3 separate regions of the Danio rerio genome follow, and regions 1 and 2 are each linked to region 3. The links are chromatin contacts, called in public HiCAR-type and Micro-C maps. All regions are on one chromosome and are shown on one strand. Each heading gives the region's core, a stretch centred on a gene start, on an enhancer-like site or on the middle of the called end of the contact. The rest is flanking DNA. Distances are from core to core; before and after follow the strand shown. Region 1 holds the start of gaa2 (alpha glucosidase 2). Region 2 holds the start of micall2b (mical-like 2b). Region 3 holds the start of pmm2 (phosphomannomutase 2).

Evidence for each region. Hi-C and Micro-C count contacts between places; a contact is called where the count stands out from the background. HiCAR-type assays count read pairs that join an accessible place to other places.
Region 1: a Micro-C map of caudal fin shows a contact between it and region 3, with 8 times the contacts expected there. The contact joins the promoter of gaa2 here to the promoter of pmm2 in region 3. A contact is called at or near these places in 3 of 18 Hi-C or Micro-C datasets (caudal fin, embryo and hematopoietic stem cells) and 1 of 4 datasets of contacts at active chromatin or transcription factors (embryo).
Region 2: a HiCAR-type map of caudal fin shows a contact between it and region 3, with 6 times the contacts expected there. The contact joins the promoter of micall2b here to the promoter of pmm2 in region 3. A contact is called at or near these places in 2 of 4 datasets of contacts at active chromatin or transcription factors (caudal fin and embryo).

The regions. Positions count from the first base shown.
Region 1 is chr1:10,942,132-10,946,106 of GRCz12tu, reverse strand. It overlaps gaa2 (alpha glucosidase 2), which reads left to right and starts at 2,012. Exons shown (of 20, transcript XM_068220999.2): 1 at 2,012-2,065.
Region 2 is chr1:10,901,269-10,905,370 of GRCz12tu, reverse strand. It overlaps micall2b (mical-like 2b), which reads left to right and starts at 2,463. Exons shown (of 17, transcript NM_001312897.1): 1 at 2,463-2,824. The coding sequence starts at 2,682.
Region 3 is chr1:11,263,064-11,267,155 of GRCz12tu, reverse strand. It overlaps pmm2 (phosphomannomutase 2), which reads right to left and starts at 2,679. Exons shown (of 8, transcript NM_200084.1): 1 at 2,312-2,679. The coding sequence starts at 2,386. It also overlaps a transcript of mad1l1 not described here.

The sequences.
Region 1 (3,975 bases), core at 763-3,262, 320 kb after region 3:
AATGAAACAAATAATATTAAACTGAAAAGAAAGATACATTTTAATTGAATGAAGAACTGCTCGAAAGTTTTTTTTTTCAGGGTATTGTTGCTCATAACAAAACTGACTGCCTTCCCTTTCATTCATTTAATTTTCCTTCAGCTTAGTTCTTTTATTCATCAGGGGTCACCACAGCGGAATAAACCGCCAACTAATCCAGCATATGTTTTACACTGAGGAAGCCCTTCCAGCTGCAACCCAGCACTGGAAAACACCCATACCCACTAATTCACACACATAAACTACTGACAATTTAGTTTATTCAATTCACCTATAGCGCATGTCTTTGGACTGAGGGAGAAACCGGAGCACCCAGAGGAAACCCCACACGAACATGGGGAGAACAAGCAACTACACACAGAAATGCCAACTGACCCAGCCGGGACTCGAACCAGCAACCTTGAGGCGACAGTGCTAACCACTGCCAGCCTTCCCTTTATTGAATCAAATTAAATTCAGTCAGCAAACATCAAAGGCATTGAGAATCGACTGAATCAAATGATTCTTTTGACTTCACTTCTCCTTTTCTAAGCTGCGGTGTCTGTTGTCTAGGCCTGTGGGTAAATGCTTAATTTCTTTCCGCGTCAATAATACACTGTACTGTATGAAATTTACTTATTTTATATTAGACAAAACAAAAGTTAATTTTATTTTTTTTTTTTCGGAAAAAGATTAAACTGCTCACAAAGGCTACATTTAGGCCTATTTGACCTGTAATGTTGTGAAATACTTGTTTTTATTTCAATAACTATTTTTCATTTGTTGTTTCCCACATAGCAGAATATCTCTGGCCCAGCTCTGGCCAACACAATCCGCTTTTGCTTGGCCCACATGCCACAGTGAATTACGGTACATGACTGCAAGTCTGGCTTCCAGACAAGGGCCAAACATGGACTCGGCTAAGTTAACCCATAACTGAGCCTGAACTGGGCCAGATATGTTGGTGTATCACGAATGCAATGAAACTGATAAACCCATGAATCATTGCGCTTTAGGCGTGCTATCTGCATGCTTTTTCTCAACCTGATTGGAAGAATTTTTTTTCTTTTCTTGAAAATAATAAAAATGTATTTTAAATGTGGGTCAAGATAGACCAAACTTTCATATCAGTTATTACCATCTGGGCCAAATACTACGTTACATCTGGCCCAAGTGTTGGGTGCCGCCTTTAAGACGGTGCCACCTCTGCCAAACCAGGTCCATGTTTGGCCCACATGCTGTATGCCGGATGAATACCTGCTGTGCTAGATTAAGGCCAAATCAGGGCCAGAATTCTTTGCTACCTGGATTTATTATTTCCCATTACCGTGTTGCAGCTGGAATGGCATTCATTGTGTAAAACATATGCTGGATAAGTTGTCGGTTCATTCCGCTGTGGCGAGCCCTGATGAATAAAGGGACTAAGCCGCAGGAAAATAATTGAATGAATGTTGTTTTATTAATATAGGCCCATATAATAAATAAATGTATTATTTATTTTTAGTTTCACATAATCTTTTTAAAATCTTCATAAGATGTTTATTTGTGGCTCTAGGGTCAAGATGCTAAAAATATAATATAGCCTTTATTTTTTAGTTTTAACCTATATGATTCTTGATGTGAACATTTTTACTTTAATTTATTTTAACGTTAGTATATTAGATTGAGTTGCCATCTGCTGGACAAATGGCACATACACATATGAATACTACATTTTCTATTGTCTAAGTCATTATATTCGTGCATTTGCATATATTATTTTGAAATTTCAGTAATTAAACTTTCTATTTTATTTATTTTTATTTATTTATTTTTTTCAAATTATTTGAATATTAAGTTTTCCTATTTCGTTTTTAGGTTCTCAAACAAATCAATCCAATAAAATAAATTGTTTCCAGACCAGTAGATGGCAGTAATGAAATAACTGGAGAGAAAGTAAAGAAAGCAGAGAAGAAATCATTATTTTTAACCGGCTCTTTGCGAGGCTTCATTCAAATCAATTCGCAAAGTGATACAATCTACATAAAGAGTCAAAACTGAGATATGGGTGAGAAAATGCAATTTACATCACTTTACCACACACAAACAAAAAAAACAAATCATCAAAAATTCCGCTGAAGCTTTTTTTTTGCGAGGACCAGATTGAACCAGTGAACCGGTTCACTGTAATGATCTGTCTTAAAGAGCCGATTTACTAAGTGAATCAGATTCTTATCGCTACCGTAGGACACGCACAACAACAGCAACTTCATAAGACATGAAATATCCGTAACATTTACCAGCGCGCTTGACCAGAGCATGTTTGCCGATGTAATGTAGCCTGTTAGACACCAAAACCATATAGCATCAGATATTTTTTCTGCATAAGAAGTAAGTATGCATTTAATATGTTGTGTGTGCTGCTGAATGTTTCATGTAAGGCTCAGTCTTGTTCATTTTGTGCAACAGATATATGATGTGTGATGTGCCTGGAAAAATGTATGCAATGCGCCATTCATTAAAAATAAATAAGTGGAAAGCCAATACACGTTAGCGTTAGCATATATATTTTTTAGCCACACATGAGAAATGCATTTACATTGTTAATACAAACATTTTTGTGCCTTTCTTTCTTTGTGTCATGTAATGGTGTCTGGCTTGGCACGGTCTTTTTTTCTGAAGATTGGAAATTAAAATAATATTTTCATCAATGTGCTGCAGAGGTTTTGTGATTATTCTAACATGAGAATATTCCTATACCGGGGTATTTAGGAAGCACGGCGTGTGTTTGTATGGATTGTGTAGTTTAACTTGTTTGTTGGACTCTGGTCTCTGCATTATCTAAAAACTGAAATGAGATATGGCCTGTCAATCAAATATTTAGCTTCTATGCTGTTGCTGAACATTCGTGCTTTTGTCTTAAACGTTGTGAGCACCAGCCTTGGCCAACAGTTGTACACAAGTAGGTTGGTTTGGTTTGGTTTTATCAACTTAAAAACAAGATTAGTACTATCTAACTGACTGTAAACAATGCTGTGTTTTGATAATCACTGGCTGCTAGTATGATTTTTTTGCCTATTTAGAATTAACAAAGAATACTTTTCTGAAATGATATTATTAAGGGGAATGTCTGACTATCTGAATATAAAACCAGCTTGGTTATTTTACTCTTATAACACGTTTTATCATTAAAAATGTAACTATCTTTGCATGCTTGATTTTTTTCATTTTGGAAATAAGGAGCAAATAGCATGAATCTCTCCGTAGAAGAGGTACGGTATCAAATCTGATTTATTTTCTCTCCAATAGGACTGCTTCCTCCAGTAGCCACTTCCCTTTGTAGTTCTTCTTTCCTATAGTTGCAGTTGAAAAAAGTTACTTAAGAAAGTCCCTGATTTATGGTGCCGTCACTGTGGTTTCTTGCAGAGACTGAAGAACTGCTGATACCTGAAAAGATTTCTCATTAATTAAATGATTTGGTTATCAAGTCTGTAAATGATTTTAATGATGTTGCATGCAAATAAAATAAAGAAAATGCAAATATTTTTTTATTTTATTTGCTAGCTTCAGATATAGAAGTATAATCACTGTTAAGTAGGACATTTCGGCATCATACAACACACATTGTCAATACCTAAAAAGGTTTTAATAACAAATTGAGGCATATATAACATATTTTAACAAATTACAGACATGTCAGAGTGCCCAATTTGGTCATCCAAGTTTGAGGAACCCCCATCCTGAAAAATTAAAGACCCATCAAAATAAATATTACATATTCATTCTAAAATATTATTTACAAAATATTTATATCTCTGTAATAAGTTACATTGTAAAAAAACAATCTATTTCTTTATGTAATACTATATTTACCCATTCACATATTTGTTTAATTATTTTTATAACTTTTTATTATTTATTTGTTTAATTTGTATTTATCTGCTTCCATTATTCATTCATTTGTTTATTCAATTAAAT
Region 2 (4,102 bases), core at 1,214-3,713, 360 kb after region 3:
CTTTCGGCTTAGTCCCTTTATTCATCAGGGGTTGCCACAGCAGAATGAACCACCAACTTTTCCAGCATACGTTTTACACAGCAGATGAACTTTCAGCTGCAACCCAGTACTGGGAAACACCCATACGCACTCATTCACACTATGGACAATTTAGTTTATTCAATTCACAAATACCGCATGTCTTTGGGGGAAACTGGAGCACCTGGAGGAAACCCACACCAACATAGTGAGAACATGCAAACTCTGCAGAAAGAATATAAAGTTTTTTTTACAGACACAACATTTCTCATATCACTTTTGCAGAACTCTTCACACAAATTTTCCAAACCGACTTTCAGCTTGGCAAAGCAGTTCATTTCACTTTCAAAATGCACTACAACTACCAAAACACTTTATTCAGGTCTCAATTAAACTCCTTTTTCCAGAACACTAGCAAAGGTTGACAGCCGACAAACATACTTTGTCACCCACAAAACAATGACCTAAAAAACACTAACAACATGTAGCTTCACACAGTGTTTTATTGTGTAAAACAAGGACACATCTCTGTTTATAATTGCACTATATGTTGTATATAACTGCAACATATGTTACTGGAATGAATCAAGCATGACGCAGAATTCTTTTTTCAGAAAACTTTTTTTTTTTTTTTGCACTAAGTAATACCAAAACACACACAAAAAAATGAAAACAACAGTCTGTTAATCTGGCTGGTTAAAACAGCATTTTTAGATTTGAAATATCTTTCAATAAAATATTGCTGATGAATTTTGCTGTCTTATTCAGTTTTGCATTATGATATTGTTTTGAACGTAAGCTTAAGCATTTTGAAAAAGTGCAAAATGTCCTGTACTAACAAAGATTTTTGGCAGTTGTTTTGTCTGAGTTAGAAAAGAATTCATGAAATTTGAGAAATGTAGTCACTGAATGCATTTTGTGCCAAAAAATGAAAATTGATCCTCAGTTTAGTCCACATAGACTTGTGCTCACCGTGTGAAGAGTTTTGCAAAAGTTACCTAAGCATTAAGAAATGTGTCCTAGCGTCTGTAAATAAAACTGTAATCTTTTCTCTTTTTTATAAAATAGTACTGTCACTTTTACTAGAACTTCTGTTAAGCTGCTTTGACACAACCTACATTGTAAAAGCGATATAGAAATAAACATGAATTGAATAATTTTATCAACATTTGCTTGAGTAAGTTTATTTTTTCTGTTATGATGCATGACAGAACATTATTTCACTTTATTTGATATCACATTTTTATTTTGATATTTTATTTCCATAATATGAACATAAAAGTAATCTTTTGCATTTGATTGCAATTTTATGCATTTTAAATCACTTTTGTGAAATAATTTGACTAAATAACTTGAACCTTTAAACTTTGACCCATCCCAGCTAACAAAAATGTTTATTAGTTATTATTTTCTTGAGAACATTGAGGTTCTGAAGCACACACAGCCCTTTTTAACCTTTAAAAATAATGAAGAAGAAATGTTCCATTAAGCAAACTTTTGTGCTATTGTTTTGATAAGATTAAAAACATTGTTAAGACCAATAACTTTTGAAATGTTCATTCACTCATTCATTTTCCTTCGGCTTAGTCCCTTTGTTCATCAGGAGTCGCCACCAGGGAATGAATGGCCAACTTATCCAGCATATGTTTACACGGCGGACGCTCTTCCGGCTCCAACCCAGTACTGGGATTCACCCATACACACTCACATTCACTAGATACATACCTATAGCGCATGGCTTTGGACTGTGTGATAAACCAGAGCACCAACGCGGGGAGAACATGCAAACTCCACACAGAAATGCCAACTAGTCCAGCCAGGACTTGAACCAATGACCTTCTTTCTGTAAGGTGACAGTGCTAACCACTGAGCCATTGTGTTGCCCTACTTTGGAAATGTTACTGGACCAAAGTTTATTTATAACTTTACCAACCGGTTATTTAATTGATAACAGTTAATGTAACTGAATGAACGTACACTTTGTTAGTCTTGTAGTCTAGAGTTTTGGGAGTAATAAAATTACCTTCATATTTTTCAAGATAACCGATGACACTGTCGTTGAACAAAAACATTATATAATAAATTAGTAACTTAAATGTTTAGTAAATAAATATCATTTTACAGTTTAAAAGATTGTTTCCCCCACATAAGTATAAATCAATAAACCATGACTAACAGAATATTTAGGGAATATATTGAAGGAACAACAACATTCCATTTACTTAAAAACTGTTCAATAGTACCAGATGTTTTCAGAGCTTTTATGTTAAAGAATGATTAATGTAGATCAGAAGCTAATATTTAGACATCATCCAACTCCCTTTTTCAGAAATAGGAGAATGAGAAAAAAAGCACGTGACTGGTTTGAAAGTAGCATGATATCACCATCTGCTATCATCATATGCCTTGAGTGAGGGAAGTGTTTAAAAATCCCTCACCTTAAACTCCACCCATGAACAAGACGTCATAACGCTTCTTCTCAGGAGTTTCAGGGATTTCTTAACTGCAGCTGACGGTGAAATTAGTGGTGAGTGTTTGTGTGTGTGAGAGATTAAGCAAAAATCCTTCAGCATTCAGCGTTCCTGACCGTCTTCACCACTTCGGAAAGAGGATATTTCAGCTTCCCAGTCAGTAGTCGTCCGTGGTTGAGTCGCATTTGCACCATGGCTGCTGTGAAAGCGCTTCAACAGTGGTGCAAGATCCAGTGTGAAGGATACCGGGACGTGTCGATAACCAACATGACCACATCTTTCCGGGACGGTTTGGCTTTCTGCGCTCTAATTCACAAACACAGACCGGACTTGATGTAAGTATTAGCAGCAGCTCCCCCGTAAAACAACGCGCGGTTTGGCGTTGCATCGTATTCAGAAAACACACCGCTTCTGGACGCTTGACGTGAAATTAAATGTTTCACATTCAAACGAATAGTTTGATTATAGTTTATACCTCTCCTCAGGAGCGCTGAACTGGCTCAAAACAAACTACACTTTTGACGAGGACGTTGTATCTTGTTATGCAGTAAAAGTTTTATTGCTTTTTGTAACATGAAAACATAAAAGTTTTTGTATTTAGGTTAAAGAAAAATCTGTGTTTAAAAAAAGCGTTAGACCTTTTAAACTAACGTTTAAAACTTGAGAAGAGCACTGGTACTTGACCTTGAGAATGATGAGAAAATTAAACGTTTAATTGGCTACCTAAGTAACATTTTCATGACATTATGACTAAAACATAAACCTTTTAGAACTAATGTTGCATTTAGAATATAGAATTTGTGACCAAAAGAGGAAGAACATTAAGAATTCCAACGTTCCAACTTTAGTTTGGGTGACAACTTATTTTAAGCTTAAGTAGTGAAAATTAAAACTGAGTAGAGATTTGGTAATTATTGACCTTGAGATGATGAGATTATTGAATGTTTAATAGGCTACTCAATGTCTTGGGTAAAAAAAATCACAAATTATGACTAAAACATAAAACTTTTAGGATTAATGTTGCATTAGAATTTGAGTAAGAATATTTAGAATTCCAAGCTAGAGCAAAATGAAGATGGATCTTTTAGAATGTTGGATGACATGAAGACATATTTTAAACTTAAGTTGTAATCATTTATACAGAAGATAGCATTAATACTAGTTGGCCTAGAGATGATAAGATTATTATATTTTTAATGGCTACTTAATAACTTGGGTTAAAAATATATCAGATATATGACTAAAACTAATGTTGTAACAGAATATGCAACAAAAAAGTAAAAACTTTAGAATTCCAAACTAAAGTTACAATGGTGTAGATGGAACTTTTAGAACATTGGATGACATGAAAACTTATTTTAAACTTAAGTTATGAAAATTAAAACTGAAGAGAGCATTGGTACTTTTTGACCTTGAGATGATGAGATTATTGAAGGGTTAATAGGCTACTAAATAACTTGGATTAAAAATATCACAAAATGAAGACTAAAACTAGTGTTGCTATAGAATTTGTGACAAAAAACAACATTTTAAATTTCCAAACTAAAGTTACAATGGAGTAGTTGGAGAATTTAGGACGTTGGATTACATGAAAACTTTTAAAACTCATTTTA
Region 3 (4,092 bases), core at 1,430-3,929:
TGTATATATATATATATATATATATATATATATATATATATATATGTATGTATGTATATATATATATATATATATATATATATATATATATATATGTATATATGTATATATATATATATATATATATATATGTATATATATATATATATATATATATATATATATATATATATATATATGTATGTATATATATATGTATATATGTATATATATATATATGTATATATATATATATGTATATGTATATATATATATATATATATATATATGTATATATATATATATATATATATATATATATATATATATATATATATATATATATATATATATATATATATATATATATATATATAATGGAGTAAAAGGTGTGACATCTAATCATCCTCTTTCCCTTTGAAATAGATAATTATCATTTCTGAAAGCTTGCAAAACTTACAGACTTGTTTTTTAATGTTCAAGAGTGCCTCAAGATGACTTATTTTACATTTAAATAAAATAATAAATACATTCATTCCTAAAAATAAATCCAAAAATTGAGGTACTTTTCATTTTTAAGAAGTCTAGACCTGGAATATTTTCCAAAATGAAATTTGCATCAAGGCAACCGCTGTGTAAAACATATGCTGGATAAGTTGGTGGTTCATTCCTCTGTGGCAACCCCTGATAAATAAAGGGACTAAGCCCAAGGAGAATGAAAGAATAAAAATTGTATCATCTTTTTTTATACCAAACATACATGTCATATATATACATGTCTACATGAGTCAAGTTTTCAATCGTTATTTACAGTACCAGGCGATGTTTAAAAGGTCAGTTCATGACTATCTTTATACTTCTGTTTATATATAACATCTTCATACCACAAGCAGGCTAAACATAGGAGGTATTTGTAATAGCCATAAACAGTAGTATGTCATTTAGCATGTGCCAAGAAAGAAGATCAGATAATAAAATAGTTTTACAGCCACAAAACTACACTCACACATTCATTTTTGACTTCATAAACATACATTTACAGTCTGATTTCCATCTGATTACAGCAATCAAAAGTCACGTGATGGTAATGAGTAAAAAATTAGGTATCTGGTTTTGGTGTCAGCATCAAATTATATTGGCAAGTGATTTTTATATCCACTGAAAGCATATTAAATGCAATTAAGTCATCCATTACCATATAGCAAAACACATGCAAAAATGTAATTTTTAACTGCTCATATTAAAATATATAAAGATGAGTGATCATATTGAGCAATTCCATGCAAATGTCAACCGTGCCATGAAAAAAAGTTTCCACTAAAATCTGGAAACCTTAAGTTTTTTGTGTAAGCAAGTATTTTGCAGTACTTTAGAAACACTCAAAAATGTTTCTGTTAATGTTTTCAAACTACAGAATTATATTTAATTTACCAAAGTCGCACAAGTGACAATTTCATATCTGTCACATCCATAACACTTTTTCTTCATAAATGCAAAAAAATTACAAAAAATAAAATCAATCATTTAAGTTCTATAAAGAACTTCTATAATTATAACATAAGAATTTCTACAAATTATGTTGTATACTGTCAACTCACAGACTTTTTTGATCACATCCATAACACATGTTTATTCTTCTCATTTAAAATATAAAAAAATCTTTACAGATTGATATTTTTCTGCTCCCTCAATTTTATATTTTTAATTTAATATTTTTCTGCTTTCTGTGGTCAGTTGTTCTGAAAAAATAAACTAAAGTTTTAATGTACAATTTCTTTGTGAATATATGTTTTGAGATTTGCAAATGTCACATCCATAACGCTGGATTTGCTTTATTAAATTTTAGTTAATATTAATAAACGACACAGGTACAAGTAGTGTTTTGAATGATGGCAAAGTATAAAGATTTAAAATGTCAATTAATTTTGGAGGTACAATTTTGGTTTGTTTTATTCAACAAATATTTATGGTGTTTTGAATGACATTTCATAATTCAGCATCTTCTGTGAATGATGGTAAACATGTATTTTGCTCAGAAGAAACAAAAAATTATAAGAAACACATTATTGCACGGAGTAAAATGCAAAGTTGTATTGAAAAGTAATTTCGTCTTTCACTTTACTACACAGAAAACCAGATAATGTTAATAAAGTGGATCATTTCACATTATTTCAGTCACTCCGCGTCACTTTCGTTTTAAAGGTAACTGTCAGTCCATAGATAAGCGATTGTAAATCAATCATTATCATCGATTGCAGCCATATCTTAGGAGATATGAGATTAACAGTTAGTTAACATAGCTAGCTAATGCCTTCCGCATTAATTCACTCACTTGACGAGCTGCTGTTAAAGTCCCGTCCACGTCAAACAGACACAGCGTTGTCGAATCCACGGTAGAACCAGACATTGTGATATTTGGAAACTTTAGAAATCAATATCTCCTCTGTATGAAGTTTTATGAAGACTCAGTGGCAGTCAGTTCATTCATTCAGCAGTGCAACGTCACATCTTCCGTGTTGTCGGAAGTGTATTGAAGCGCCAGAGCTGTACGTCAGAGTGAGCGACCTCCACGTGTACAACATCTGCCAACAGCAGACAAACAACTTCATAAATAAGAAGGATAACCTGTTTTCCCTATGTATGGGCCACGTTGTTATTGTAGTGAATGACAATGCGACCAATTCAAATTTATATGTAAGTGCTGCATATGGCAAGCCAACTTAGCTTTCAATAGTGCGGGGAAGTTCGGATCTTTTCCGCGAATCGGATCTTTTGGACAGCTCTTCAGCAGCAGTTATGAATCACAGATCAATTTAAGGTTGACTATAGCCCTATAAGTTGCATACCTCTCGCTGTAAACTTGCACCTCTCAAAAAAGTAACTACAAATCGTGACAACACATGGTGCAAGCGATTGGTCGACTTGGTAGCGGTGAAGCGTATGCGGAGCCACCTCTGCTGAAAAAAAAAAACAGCTTAAACCAGCCTTAGCTGGTTAGCTGGTTTTAGCTGGTTGACCAGCCTGGTTTTAGAGGGCCATTTCCAGACTGGTTTCCAGCTGTTTCCAGCCTGGTCTTAGCTGGTCAGGCTGGGAGATGAGAAGCTAAATCCAGCTTGACAAGCCTAAAAAGGCTGGAAGCCCAGCCAAAACCAGCGATGTCCAACTTAAACCAGGCTGGTTAAGTTGGTTTTAGTTGGTTTAAGCCAGTCATTTTCCAGCCTGACCAGCTAAGACCAGGCTGAAATGGCTGGAAAACGGCCTGGAAATGGCCAAAACCCTTCTAAAACCAGGCAGGTCAACCAGCTAAAACCAGCCAACCGGATTAGACTGGTTTAAGCAGTTTTCTCAGCTGGAGCGAGCTGCAGGAGAGCAGTGAGCCTGTTGAAGCGAGTGTTTGTAAGTGTTGAATCCCATGGAGGCGCTGCAGATGGAAACTTTTATTTGTGTTTACCTTTTGATTAAAGATGTTGCACGTCTGCCATTTCCTTTACAGTAGCATTAAAAACACCCGCGAAGAAACTCAACTTTTCGGAGGTGTATTGTAGAGCAACACAAGCAGCATGCAGAAGTATAAATGCACAGTTATGCACAAGGCATGTGCCGTGGGTCACATCAATCGCTTGACGCAAAAGAATAAATCAGCCTATACTCTATACGCCACGATGACGGAATGACAATCCCATTCAACATATCAAAATATATAGTCAGCAATCACAACCTCAGTCTGTTAAAACATCACTATGATCTGAAAATTTTCTTACAATTACATTTTGCAACCCAAATGAAGCATAATTCGCTTGCTAATAAAATTCCACTACGATTTTATATAATGAAATAAATATACATTTCACTTTCTTTGTTGTCCAACTTATTTGTCCAAGTTTGGTTCAGTTCCAACAGGCTGTCATGTGTTGTTTGTGTTTGGTTCATGTTTGCTAAATCACGTATGCACAGTATTAGTTCACCAGTTCTCAAATCTAATCTCAGTGGACTGTTCTAGTCACTGAATAACTTAGGTAATTGTTTTATTTCGAGTCAGAGTATCATCAGGTATGTTAAAAATGTAATTTGTGAATAAGTGCTAACTGGAGACACGAACCATTTCAAACAATT